Linked DNA regions of Zea mays: region 2 is linked to region 1. Evidence: chromatin contacts called from public Hi-C data. All regions are on one chromosome and are shown on one strand. Each heading gives the region's core, a stretch centred on a gene start, on an enhancer-like site or on the middle of the called end of the contact. The rest is flanking DNA. Distances are from core to core; before and after follow the strand shown.

What was found. Hi-C and Micro-C count contacts between places; a contact is called where the count stands out from the background.
Region 2: a Hi-C map of ear shows a contact between it and region 1, with 2.2 times the contacts expected there. The contact joins the promoter of LOC100283185 here to the promoter of LOC100381841 in region 1. A contact is called at or near these places in 2 of 25 Hi-C or Micro-C datasets (ear and tassel).

The regions. Positions count from the first base shown.
Region 1 is chr9:114,159,084-114,166,321 of Zm-B73-REFERENCE-NAM-5.0, reverse strand. LOC100381841 reads left to right here and starts at 4,368. Exons shown (of 3, transcript NM_001174632.1): 1 at 4,368-4,455; 2 at 4,555-4,761; 3 at 4,884-5,461. The coding sequence starts at 4,405. The coding sequence ends at 5,231. LOC100283092 (cell division control protein 50) reads right to left here. Exons shown (of 8, transcript NM_001155994.2): 7 at 6,892-7,181; 8 at 5,899-6,369. The coding sequence ends at 6,327.
Region 2 is chr9:114,922,748-114,929,985 of Zm-B73-REFERENCE-NAM-5.0, reverse strand. LOC100283185 reads left to right here and starts at 2,855. Exons shown (of 7, transcript NM_001156087.1): 1 at 2,855-3,050; 2 at 3,155-3,220; 3 at 3,394-3,444; 4 at 3,539-3,618. The coding sequence starts at 2,864.

The sequences.
Region 1 (7,238 bases), core at 3,119-5,618:
GGTTCACACCCTACTCCAGTGTAGTGTTGATCGTAGTATTGCTTTGAGCATGTTACAACAAGTGTGCTTGTGTGTCTACAGAAGAAAGAGGGCAGATGCCCCTTTATAGTTCAAGGGTCGATCCGTTGCTTCGGCTTGACATAGTGCTCCTGGTGCTACGTTGTCCGTAGGGTCGTGCGTAGCCGTACTCCTGGTTGGCGCACTGTCTCGCTCGTTTGTCATACGGGTCCTTGTTGTGAGTCCTCTGCTGACATCTTTGTAGTAGTGTGGTGGGTCCTGTGGGTCAGTCCCATGTCCTGGTAGCGTGTAGTGTAGCTTTGCCCATCATCATGAGCCTGTGTCATTTGCCATCGTGCGATACACCCGATATGGTGTATCCATTACATCTTTCCCGATATGATGGTCACTATAGAGACTCTAATGCTGAGATCCCTTAGACTGGGATTGACTGTCCCTATTAGTCGATGGGGGTTCGCCTAAGACAGTACGTGCCGAGGTGTCATCTGACATCTGTCAGAGACCATTCGATGTTGTACCCGAGGCCTAGATGTAGTGTGGTGATGACCCGTATTGTCCCGCCAACGTGGGCTCGTATCATTGGGTCGGCCTTCCCTTACGCTAGTCTCTAGTAAGGTTGCTCGGCAGGGACCTAGTCGTCCGCTCTACCTCGCAAGGTTGCTTGACAGGGACTTGGTCGCCTCCTCTGTCTCGCAAGGTTGCTCGACAGGACTTGGTCACCCGCTCCTCTTTCGTGAGGTTGCTCGACAGGGACTTGGTCACCCGCTCTGCCTTGCAAGTTTGCTTGGCAGGGACTTGGTCATCCTCTCCGCCTCACCAGGTTGCTCGGCAGGGACTTGGCTTCTTTTGAAGAGTCTTCTTGGGCTTTGTCCGGGCACCCTATTCTTGGGTGCACAACACATAGGGCAAGGGGTTTCCTCCCCTATGGATCTCCTCTAAATCCATGGTCACGAAACCAAGCCTAAGTGAAACCCTAGCTCTTGTTCAGTTCGGGGGTACTCTCTGTTCGGTATAAGCCCCAACATCCATGTATAGGGACAGTGCGTGTCATTTCTTAAGCCTACAACAATGTGAGAGGAGCAAGTTCGTTAACTTAATTGGTCTTAAAAGAGTAAAGATATGTCTGTCTCGGTCCTATTCTAGTAAGACAAGCCTCATGAGTTCCATTCTAGTAAAAGTGAGTCTCTGTAGTTCCATATTGGTTAGAAAAACTACAATAACAGTTGCGGTAAGTGGGGTCGATCTGTTCTTTTCTTCACCACGAATCGACTCTCAAACTATGCATCTGTTCTTCTCGCTTCCTTGACGTTATTCGATCTCTTTAGTGCACGTTGGATTAGGCATGTGCATAAAAACCAAACACCGAAACCAAAAAACCAGAACCGAAACCGAAAAACCAAAATCGACCAAACCGTTGTATTTTTTGGTTATCGTTCTTTAGGAACCAAAATTTAGTTTGGTTTTCGGTTTTTAGTTTGGTTTAAACCGAAAACCAAACTATTAAGCCACGAGTCTAGAATCTCGTATTTCTATTTGAGCCCATCACCGTATCACGCTGCTAGGGCCTAGCCCAAGAGCAGCACGACTCGTAGTCGTAGAGGTAGAGAGCTAGAGACTCAGAGAGCACCCTTGGACCCTCGGTCTTGCGCATTCAGACGAAGTCACGGTCGCTAAGTCACACACAGGTCATAACCAATTAACCATCCTCCCCTCAATCGGACTTCACCCTGCCATGGGTCATCGGGGTCACAGGGTCCTCTGTTTCATGTGACTGTCAGCTGGTGTAGCCGTGTAGGAGCAGTGCTATACTGCTATTCATAATATAAGCAAAAATTTAGTGTTCAGGAGCAGTGCTATAAATTTTATATATGGTTCCACTCTTGTCATGTTCAGTTGAGTTTTTCTATGCTACTATTTCTAATTCATATAGCAAATTTTCTATGTTGCTATTATTATTTCTAATTCCCTATATTCCATTTGTTTTTTTTCGAGTACACTGAAAGTCTAAACTCAGCCAGCCAGGGTATCGAAACCCAACAAAGCTACTACAGAAATCCTAGTTTGGTTTTTTCTGTTAAATCGAAAATCAAACCAAACTATGTGGTTAACCGAATGTTCTGTTTTTCTTTTTCTAGGCAAAATTTCGGTTAGTATTCGCCAGAAGCCAAACTTTAAAAACAACAAAAAAAACCGAACCGAAAACTACGATTAGTCGACCCAGTCCTACGTCGGATCACGAGTCGGCCACTGGAGATACGCCATTGGAGTCCGGAAAAAATTTTGTTGCAGTCCCGCTGCAAACCAGACTGTTTGCAGCCTCTCACAAAAATAAAGATAGATCCTATCTATAGATCCACCAGATAACATTTTAGTTGTGTTATTAGCCTGCAGGTTAGATTTATCCTCCTTTTTGTGAGGGGCTGCAAACAGCCTGCTTTGCAGGCCCGCTGCAGCAATTTTTTTTCCGGAAAAAACAGCCTTCGGTCTATTCGTGACATGGCACGCCTACCCCCTTGCAATTTTCACTACCAGTACTAGGACAACAGCGGGGACACGTGTACCTATCGTCTGTTTTGTGCCCAAAGTTCCAATAAAGTATTGTTGAAATTCGATGAGCAAAACCATGGACCAGCACCGCCGGTATCCCGTTCCCAATTCCACAGATTTCCGCTCCCCACTCCGCACTCCCAGTACTTAAACCACCTAAAAACCAAGCAAAATCCCACCTCCCGAACCCTGGACTCATAGACAAGGAATTGGGAGATTCGATTTCTGCTATTCAGCCCACGCCCACTGGTTCAACCGGTTTCTTCAAATCTCAGGCTTCAAGGCCGCAACTTTTCCCCCGTTGGGGTTGGACTTGGACAGCTGCCGTGCTTGGGAGGTAGCGATCTCTGGCGTTTCCGTTTGTTGGTTCTTGCCGTGTTCTCGCGCTGAAAGATAGGATCTTGCGAGTTGAACATCAGCTGGTTGCCTGACCGGATCTCGTGTTCCTTTTGTTCCTTGCAGGCATTGCCGGCAACGGGAGGTCCAATCATCGATCCTTCGGTAGGTAATGGAGCATTTTGGATTTGTTCCGGCCACTTTATGGTTGAGATTTGCTATTTGTCCTCATTAAGCAAGCAGGTCTGTGATGGCCTTACTTTTCTTGTGAAATAAAATGAATGGGGATCTCAACCAGGATAGATTAGATGGCCTGGAGGTGTTAGTAACAATTGATGAGAGAGAAATGTTGCAAATTAGGAGTTACATGTGGTTTCGAGCGTTTCTTGGTAGAAACAGAATATTCGTTGTTACTCCCTTCCTGCCTGGTTCCTGAGATAAGGGATGCTTTGCTTGGCGTTCACTGCTGAATTTGTTTCACTGCATTATCTCCAATGTAGGGAGGAAATGTCCCATGTAGGTTGTGTCTGCTGTGCAAGTGGGACGATACATTCATCCTAGATGCCACATCAGCACCTCACTCATGTTTTGACAATATGATTGCCCAACATGTTCTTCCATTCTATTCCCCATTTTTCATGTTTTCTAGACGTTTTTCTTTTAATGTGGTATAGTTCTTGCCATTTCACCTGGTAGAGCGGTGCCACTATTTTACTTCTGTGTTATGCAACGCTCATTTTTGTAATATAGGAGATTGGCCCTTTTGACTTAAATCCAATGTTTCATCCATTGCAAAAGGCATCGCTTCCTTATGAAAAAAATGCCAGTATTAGTTGGCAGGGAGGGATGGAGGAGCATCTGATTGCGAAGTTAATTTCTGAGCGCACCTTCCATGCCTATGATATAATGAGCTCAGACTCTGCCGCTCAGCTATATATAAAAGTAATTTTGTGACACTGATGCAGCGCTCATTTTGGTAATATAGCAGATTGGCGTTTTTTTTACTTAAATACCATGTTTCATCCATTGCAAAAGGCACTGGGAAAAAATGTCGGGTATTACTTGGGAGGGACTAGAGAGGGAGGAGCATCCCATTGCAAAGTTAATTTCTGAGTGCACCTTCCATGCCTATGATATATGAGCTCAGGTGCTGCTGCTCAGAGTAATTTTGCAACTGTATTTTTATAACGCTTGTTCTGCTGGTTCTGCAAAAACGGTTGGTTTGGTCGTAATTTTCGCTATCTGACTTTGCAGATAGATTGTATATAAGGACCACGGTTCAGATTACTGTCAAGCATGTCTCTACTTTCAAAGTTGCGCTTGATCACCGTGGATGTTACTGGTACACTGATTGCTTACAAAGGACACCTTGGGGATTACTACTGTATGGCAGCAAAGTCTGCTGGGATGCCATGTCCTGACTATAACCGCATGCATGAGGGCTTCAAGCTTGCATACACTGAGATGGCAAGACAGTACCCTTGCTTTGGATTTGCAGCTAAGATGCCGAACATCGAATGGTGGAGGACATGTGTTAAGAATTCATTCGTTAAGGTAAATACCATTTTACAAGTATGAAGCTTGTCTGGATTAGTGGTGTGTCCTGTTAATGTTGAGAGGGCATAGTGATTCAGTTGATCTCTCAAACTGCAGGCTGGCTATGATTATGATGAAGAGACATTTGAGAAAGTCTTCAGGCGCATTTATTCTGCATTTGGCTCCTCTGCGCCATACTCGGCGTTTCCTGATTCGCAGCCCTTCCTAAGGTGGGCACGCGAAAAGGGACTCACTGTTGGCATCGTCAGCAATGCAGAATACCGCTACAAAGATGTAATCCTGCCAGCTTTAGGATTGAATCAGGTGCAATATCCACTGGATCACACGTCACAGTTACATTACATGCTTCTATAGCAGTATGCTTTCTTTGTGGTATGAATGCAGTAGTCTACTAAATACTAATGCATGTCTCGGTTTGCAACTAGAGCTCCGAATGGGACTTTGGGGTGTTCTCAGGTGTCGTTGGCGTTGAGAAGCCAGACCCAAGAATTTACAAGATAGCGCTGGAGATGGCAGGAAACGTCGCTCCGGAAGAAGCGCTCCACATAGGTGACAGCATGCGGAAGGACTACACCCCAGCTAGGAGCATCGGGATGCATGCGCTGCTCCTGGACCGGTTCAAGACTGCCGACGCTGAGAGCTGGAGGCAGTCAGGCGCCACGGTGCTCCCGGACCTTGTCGCCACTCAAGAGTGGCTCACCAAGGATCAGAATGACGAACAGGAGGAAACAGTGGCAGCACGAGTGCTGAAGAGAATGTCCGAAAAGCTATAGATGGGGGCTTTAACCATGCATTAATTCTACGAGTGTTCCTTTATATTATCTAGCTATGGACTGAAGGTCCAAAAGCAACTTATGCTGATGAGAGGTTGGTGACGATTCTTGGCTACTGGCTACTGTAATTAGCTTGAGCTACTATTCTGGTTGCAGCATCTGTGGCTGAACACGAGTACCATATCTGAGTGTCATAAGTCATGTTGCGAAGAACATGAGTAGCATATTTCAGGTGCCGTTTGGTTCATATATTTGTAATGTAATGGGTAACGGATAACGTTAAATCATGTTTGTTTTAGTCCAACCGTAATCAAATACCACCCTAAAATTTGATACCAGCCTATTCAAATTTGTTACCGCCAGTAATCGAGTCGAAACCATTACCATTTGCGTTACATTTTTTGAACCAAACATCACCTCAGTGTCATGAGTCATGTTACGAAGATCTCGAGTTGTCTTACATTCACCTGCGTGGAGCAGTAGAGGAGCAAGTGGAAATGAATCTGAACATGAGCACAATAATAAAGGACGAAGCAGTGAATCCCAAGTTTTCTAGTCATGATTTCCAGTCTACCATCTGTGTGGAGCAATAAAAACGAATCTCGCATATGCATCTCTAGTGTTGTAGATTATGTTTTTAATTATTATAGCACGTAGAAAGGCATTCTGACCGTGAATAGATGACAATGATAGGCACCCGTGTACTATAATGGTAGTGGAGAAACAAACATCACACGGTAATCAATTTATACAGAAGTTGGTACTGTTCCCACTTGAGGATATTACAGTCAACCAACATCATTAATTGGTATTCTTCGGCAGCCAAAGCGTCAACACCACACAGTCAACCATTTAGAGTGCTTGTACCACGAAGCAAGCTAATAGAGATCAATTGGTATTCTCCTGTTCAGTGCTACACTAAAGAACACAAGAAACAAAAATAACGTAGCCACCTAGACCCCTTCGTAAAAAATATACATGAAGTTCTTTCCTGAACCATGCTTGCTTATGCCCATCGACATTTCTGGTTCAGAGCATTTCATTTCATACAAGCTACATTTCGAGTAGTACGGACACTTGGTGTTCCGAAACATCCTAGCGTCTGTTCCAGGATAAGTAGTTGTGGTCTCCCAGTTTCCTGCAGAAGGCCACATATTTGATTAGCATTTCCACTCGTGTAGGATGTCAATGGAATGTAAAGGTTGGCAGAACAATCACAAAGAAGTCCTAAAACGACCATTCTTATGGTGCAAGCCTTGATCATGCCAGGCCACAGTCCACAGTGAATAACATACCCAACACGAGCAGTGTGAAGGACCAAAGTCAGTAAAGTAAAACAGAACAGCTGATTGTCTAGTTCTAGTCCACCAAAATTTATAGAAGGTACCCACACAGCCTACAGCCTTAGCCCTCAGGGCTACCTCAACCTTTAACTGACAATAAAAGATGCACAGATAAAATGGGCTGCACCAGACATAATCAGTGTACAGGTTTTCTATAAACATGATAGGCTAAACCCAGATTACTTGACAGTAAGCATCACGTTCACAGTATGGCTATTGCAGTGGACAGCATGTGCATATATATAGCGGGTTCACGGACTAAATCCAGCACACAGTTATTTCCAAGACATTGCAAGAGATCATCAGAAGTCACTAACCTTGGTTTTACGAAGTACAGCAAGGTGAATGCAAATGCCAGGAAAATGCAGAGCCCACCAACTATAAGGTATGCAAAGCCAAGAAAATCGTTCTTCCCCCCAAGCCAGGTTGCAGTGGAGAGGACCAGCTTTTTCTTGCCACCAAAGCTATATGTATTGTAGTTGTTATTCAATCTCACTGTTATTGTGTCATTCTCCTTGAGGTCAAAGTATAGTCTGCCATATAACTTTCTGAACGTCGGAAGTGCTGCGGTCCGCATCCAAACAATGAGGTCCTCTTGCTCACTCAACTGTCACATAACATTCAACTTACATGAATAACTGCCACAAATATTCCTTACCCATAT
Region 2 (7,238 bases), core at 1,606-4,105, 770 kb before region 1:
CAGGCTCACTCTCCCTCTCTCGCGTACGCTTGTAACCCCTACTACGAGCACACCCCCCCTGGTGCGAGATAACACGAGCCGCGTTTCCTTCTTGTATTCCATCTTGCGCCAACCCATCTGGGCTGGAACACGCAGCGACAAATTTACTCGTCGGTCCAGGGACCCCCCGGGTCCGAAACACCGATACTTGTATAAATTGTCTCATGTACATTACTGAAATTCTGGTAAAGATCTAATATTACTTGCATCCACTTATACATGTGCCCACCAAACACGTGGCCACGAAATCCTGGCTGGTTATGTACAGTCAACCAAACAACCATACAAAATATTACTTGCATCCACTTATATAGATTTGGCTCGGCCTGCATGAGCTTCTGAACGAGGCTCTGCCTAGCTAAGGAACCAAATAGATGGCATATAATGGTTAGAGATAGCAATGGGTACCCGAAACCCGAAACCCGATGGGTTTTTACCCCATTAGGGTACGGGTTTGGGTCAATTTTCATACCCATGGGTTTATTAATGGGTATAAATGTATACCCGACGGGTTTATGGGTACGGGTTTGTTCCTATAGTACCCAAACCCGTGAACCCGTGGGTTTTTTAAACTCGACCAAACTTAGTGCACATTGTCATTTTATTTTATAAACGAACAACAAACTTGTTATCTACTTATTTACTTCCTAATTTTTATCAAATAGTGAATGTATAAGTAGTTGGTGATAGTGTTGCTTGCTTGCTATTATAGTTATTACTAGCGTTATATATGTGGTGGATGTATAACTTAGTGTAAGGTAACTTGATTATACAACTAATTATTTGTATTTAATTCTCTCTACAAATATTTTTTATACCAAATCATGAACTCGTCCATTACATAAATTTTGGACCACGATCTCATTAATCATTACGATACTTATTGATTATAAAAAGAATAAGCATATTGGAGATAAAAACCCGCGGGTAACCCGTGGGTACCCGCAAACCCGATGGGTACGGTTTTGGGCAAAATTTCAAACCCGTCATGGGTATGGGTTTTTTAATGGGTGTAAATATTTTTCACGGGTACGAGTTTGGGATAGCAAAACCCGGCGGGTTTATACCCGTTGCCATCTCTAATAATGGTGGGTGTGCCGCAGTGCAATGGAGAGCTGCTTCATCGTCGTAGTAGTACTAGTTGATCTGATCAGCATATGGCCAGCTGCTCCCATCTGTACTGCAGTTTATGGAGACTCCATGATAATTTGTACTCGCCAGTATAGATGTCTAGACGGGCCACCCGGCACGGACCCGACACGGACCTGTTTCGGCCCGGTACAAATAGGGTCGGGCTAGGCACGACCCGTTGATGCTTCGGACTGGGTCGGGCTGGCCCACGTGCCTAGGAACATGCCCAAACCCGGCACGCAAAGGGAAAAATCGTGCTGGGCCGGCCCGTTGGTCCGGTGGGCCTCAACGTACCGGGCCGGCCACTGGCCCGAACCAACAGTAGAGCAGTATATAAATACATATATTTAACAGAATTAATCATATATCATAACATATTATTTACATATATTAAGACAACAAAATTCATTTATCAATTCACAAGATAATATCATATTAATACAAATATGAAATGATCACTCAGCCTGCGTCTGTATTTATGTATGCATTTATTCTGCTTAGAATTAAATGTATCAATATTTATATATTATGAGAGAATTAAATGTATGTATTTATCAATGCATTTATATTATGTTTGGCTGGACTGTTCTCATGCATTTGTTCTGCGTATTTAGTATTGATCATTTAGCAGGCTGAGTAATGTATATATTTATCTGTTAAATGTATGTATTTATATACAAATATGAAATAACAGTCCCGACCCATTTAATTGAATTGAGCCTGCGCTACACTGCATTTGTGTTCAAATACGCGGGCCGCCGTTGAGCCGACCTATTTATCGTGCCGGGCCGGGCCAAATCACGCGGACCGTCGTATCTGCCCATACCTGACCCGCTAAACGGGCCGTGCCGGGCCGTGTTTGGACCGGGCTAAATTTGTGCCGTGCCACGAATTAAACGGGCGGCCCGCACTCTGTTTGGACATCTATACTAGCCAGTGGCTGATCTGTGCTAGCTTGAGGTGGCCAGCAGACGGCAGGAAAGGCCGTGGCGCAGAAAAAATGTCGTCCATCAAATACTTCTAGGTAACCATCATGCCTGAGATAAATTGGGAAGATCGACATGCCCGACTTCCACCTGATTATCCTATGGTCAAATAGATGACATGCTACCACTTCATGTTTAAACTAGTGTACGGTTCACAGTAAACCGAGCATATATAAAGATTAGTTGGTCATGTTAATGCAACCTTCGCTTGAATCGAGTTTCCAACTTAACACGGCTGCTAATCATTCAACGCTCCCTCATCTGTACCGTTTGCACCCCACACATATTTATGTCCATATATAATGATATTGTTTTGTATCAACGTTCCGTAATCTTGCATTAAATATTTTTGGCTACTAAACGAACTCAGATAAAAAAAACTTTAACTATAAAGTTTAAAATTTTATCAAGCGCTACAACTTTAGTATAGGATGTACCATCAATAGAGATAGTCTAATTTTTTTGAAACAATTAAATCTCAAAATATATGAATTTTAAAATATATATTTGAGACTCTAGATGACTGTAAATAGAAAACATATCCACACCACTTTCATCCCTACCACCATCCAATTTACTTCGGCCCATGAGCTCAGAGTAGTTGGACGGTGGAAGCAGGCCTTAACGGTAGTGGAGGCCCAGTTGACCAATCGTCGAGGAGTCCAGGCCTTAACGGCGCCGACCGCTCCACGTCCGCATTCTGCAGTATGGCTCGCCGACTCTGCCGTCTCCCTCGCCTCTTTCCCCTCGTCTCGTCTGCATCCGCCTCCGCCGCCCCAAGACCTCATCACCTCCCCTTCGCCGTGAACCCTAACCCCGCGCCCCTCGCCCCCTCCTTCTCGTCGTCATCGCCGCCCGCTTTTCCGGGCCCCCATCGCCTCTTCTCTTCCACGAGTATTCCTCTCGATGACTCGATCCTCCTTTCGTCTCGCCCATGCCCCCCTCTCCATTTCGTGCGGCTCTCGGGGACTTACGGCTTTTTGGGTTGGCTGTTTCAGGTGGTTCAAGCATGGTGGTCGTGGGCTCCGCGGACTCCTTCAACAGCATCTTTTCCAAGGTGCAAGGTACGGCGCCGATTTCCTCCTCTCCCATTTCCAAACCATGCTAGATGCTAGTTAGTCCTTGCCTCCTTGGTACGTCTGGTGTTGGGTGACGAATTGGGTCATGGTGGTTCGATGGTTCGTTCGTTCTCTTGTGCCTCACTGGCTGTGAACTGTGATCCCTGTGGATCTTGCAGATGAAAAGCTACCAGCTGTCTTTTACTACACGGCGGTGTGGTGTGGACCATGTAAGTACTGCCTCATTCTGATGCCAGCGTTGCCAAGTATAGGGCTTCATTCATTTGTGTCATAATTTTGTTGTGTGATTGTGCCGCACTGCAGGTAGGGCGATCGCACCTTTAGTATCAAAGCTGAGCAGCCAGTATCCCAAGATACCGGTGTACAAAGTTGACATTGAATTGGTAAGTCTGCAAATTTAGATTTCACTGCTACTGCGATATGCTAGAAATTGGCTGTTAAGTGTTAGCCGTGGTGAGGTTTCTGAAGCAGTGAAGAACACAAACGTAAGTTCACTAACTGGAAGAACACAAACGCGAGTGTGTGTACTGAGAGCTTGTGCTGTGCAATGCCTTGCAGCTGTTCTGGTTTTTTCTCCTATATTATGCAATGCAGTGACTAAACATGCTACAAAGCTGGAGGTAATGGTGATCATGTCCCATGCAGTGGAGTGTCACCATGGCGCGCACGATGCCCAGTCTTCCTGGTCGTGCGCACGCAAGACTTGCTCAATGGCTTGAGCATCTAGGAATGGATAAACATGCCTAAGTCTATCAGGGTGCCTAAGTCTATCGGGATCTGGGGTTTATGCAACATTAAGTAAGCACTAACGTATGGGAATATTAGTATGCAAAGTCGCAGTTTGCTGCTTCTTCATCACCGCCACATTTACCACTAGTCCACTATACCAGTTTTAAGATCTCTGCTATACAGTCATAATTGCAGACTGGTGTGGTATTGTTTCCGATGCTTAACCAGTTAACCTCTAACTATTGGTTCTGACTAACCGATTCAGGTTACATACTGCCTTTCTAGCATCACAAATTTAAATTCAGGTGAAATCTGTGCAAAATTAGATTTAATGTTGTTACTACATTACTGAAGTTGTTCACAACCAGGTTGCCTGTTATGCTATGAAGCATGTATACGGAAATGCATATTGGTATCGAGCGGATACAGATACACAGATGTTTTAGCATTTCTTAAATAAATAAATAACTGTGCAAAATAAAATTCTAAAACCAGGAGCAGCCTAGAAGGAAACAAGAAACATTGAAATTGCCACCGTTTGCAGTTTTGATCACCAGTTACTAGTACAGACCTTCAAATGAATTGCTTATGATGGAGATGGACAGATGGAGGATGAACCACCACCGGTGATCAGCAGCCGCCAGGCAGATCTGAAGAGGAGGGGGCGAGAGGGAAGCCAGCCGCCAGTGCAAGGAACTGAAGAGTCGTGTGCTACGTGAAGGGTTTAGAGGGGGGCGGGGTTGCCGTTTTCATATGCCTTATAGTCAGGCCGAAAATAGGCAGCCCAAATAAAACTAAACTAATTCTGGTCGTTGTCTTTTCCAAGTCGGATGACTAATCAATAATCATGATTACAAGCTGATTAGTCAGACGATTGGACGACTAGTAGCCCTAATCGTTACTTCCAGTCCGACTTGGCCGATTTAATCATGATCGAACGACTTTTTTCTCTCTCAACGTACAGGAGAGCTGCGCATCATTATATTAAGAAGAAATAAGAAGGTCCAAAATGGACCCAGATACAAGAATTCCCTCCTAAAGAAGTCTAAAGCAAAGGGTCTCTAGATTTTTGTCAAGTTCTACCGGCAAGAAAGGAGAGACCCTTAGCTTCAGCCATTTCTCACGACTTGTAACCAATTGTGCGAAATTAGATTTTGTTATGTTTGATCAATGTTGTTACTACATTACTGAAGTTGTTTAGAACCAGGCTGCCTGTTATGCTATGAAGCATGGATACCGATATCGGTATTGAGCGCATACATATACACATATGTGACATTTTCCCCAAAGCCCGATAGGTAGATATGTTGTAGCATTCCTTTTTTTGAACATAATGGCAGGAGCTCTGCCTTTCATTTAAGAAGAATAATAGAATTGGCCCAGTTTTAAGGAAAATCGGGCCTGAAACCTACAGAGGACGTGATTGGTTGTTGGTTGCTGATGTGCTTGGCGTGAGCCAGCCTAGGTCGGTAGAGAAGGCCGCGCGCTCGCGTCTCCGCCCATGCAGGGTTATGGGTCGTTTCCTACCTAGGCTGCGTCCGCCTGTGCAGGCTACGCCGATTAAGTACAGGTAACCAATCATGGTTTCAAGCGTGGTCAAAGCACGCGCCGGGCCTGGTCGTGCCCGCTCGGGCAACCAATCACACCCAGAGTGCACAAGCAGCTCAAACAACGATAATCTCCCGCCCCCCAACTACCACCACCACCACACAGACACCCCCATCCAGAGTCAACGTTGCCGAGCTCAACACAAGGGACAAGCAACTTCGACTCCTCAAGACGGGCCGCACATGGCCAAGGGAACACGACGACGCCTACATCGAAACACTAGCACAGAAGGAGGAAGACCATAGTGCGTCGTGGTTGCCAAGCCTCAACACACATTTCTTAAATAAATAAATAACTGCATATTAAAATGCTAAAACTAGGAGCAGGCTAGAAGGAAACAATAAACATTGAAATTGCCACCAGTTGCAGTTTTGCTCTTTTACAACTTAAGTACAGGACAATTACCGATATATAAGCCACATGTCTCTATTTTGGAAGTGGAGAATTCGGCCACTATTATTAATGGATATTGTTGATGTGTATAACTTGATTGCCTACTTTCTCGTAACATTTTAAGCTTTTGGGTTGAATTGGTTGGTGCATGCAACTTAACATGGTATCAAAGCCAGAGGTCTCAAGTTTGAATCCTGGCAGAGGCTTTATTTGTGCCTTTGTCCCCTTATTTCCACGTTTGCGCCTTTCTCTCTGGCTGTACGTGAGCGGGGGTGTTGAATTGTATAAGTGGAAGTGGATTGCCTACCTTCTCCTAACAGCTTAATCTTTTAGGTTGATTTGGTTGATGCATGCAACTTAACATACATGACATCGAGAGGGAGGGATGGCAGGCCACAGTAGCTATTGCTGCTGTTTGGAGCTTGTGTGGAGAGCATGGGGAGAGGTAAAACGAGGGAGATGGTGGAGGGACTGATCGTAGGTTCACCTTGGTTGCCCTGTGGAGCATGGAGTTAATGACCATTGCACCCAGTGAAGAACACATGGAGCTTGGCCGAGTCTTCGCTGGCTCACCATCAAGAAGTGATACAGCCTGCAAATTGCAGGTGGTGGGTTGTAGCACTCTCGCAGACTAGAGGGCGGGGATCGATACATGCACGTCTCTGGTACATCCGCTAGGGCAACAGCAAGGAAGGCATACTGGGACTGGGCAGTATCCGAAATCAGGGTGTCATGTATCGGAAGTCATTTTTTATTTTTTATTTTTCATATGGTGTTGATAGCTAAAGGGGCTCTAGCCTAGTGGCTAAGGGCTTCCGAGTAGCACCTTCAATTCATGGGTTCTATCCCCCTCATGGGCGAATTTTCAGGCTTGGTTAAAAAAATCCCCTCGTTGTGCCTCATCCGCTCTCGGGTTACGATGTCCTGTGCGCCACCTTCCGGTTGGGCCATTAGAGAGTGGACGGTTGACGCTGGCCCGTTAGTGATGGGGGTCAGGGTTCAGGGATTTTCTCAGCCGGGACCATTGTTCCGGTCTCTTCTTAATATAATACCGGGAGGACGGTCTTCCCTCCTCGGCCGAGTTTTCATATGGCGTGGATTTGTGTCCACCGCATAACCAAAGTGTATATGTATCGGATCATATGGGATACGGCCTCCCCCTTAAATATACTTAGTTGTTATGTAGATGACAATTGTTTATTAGGTTTTGGACTAGAACCATGTCTATAGTGGTTGTTTTCACATCAAAATGAATATTTTTTTAATACAATGT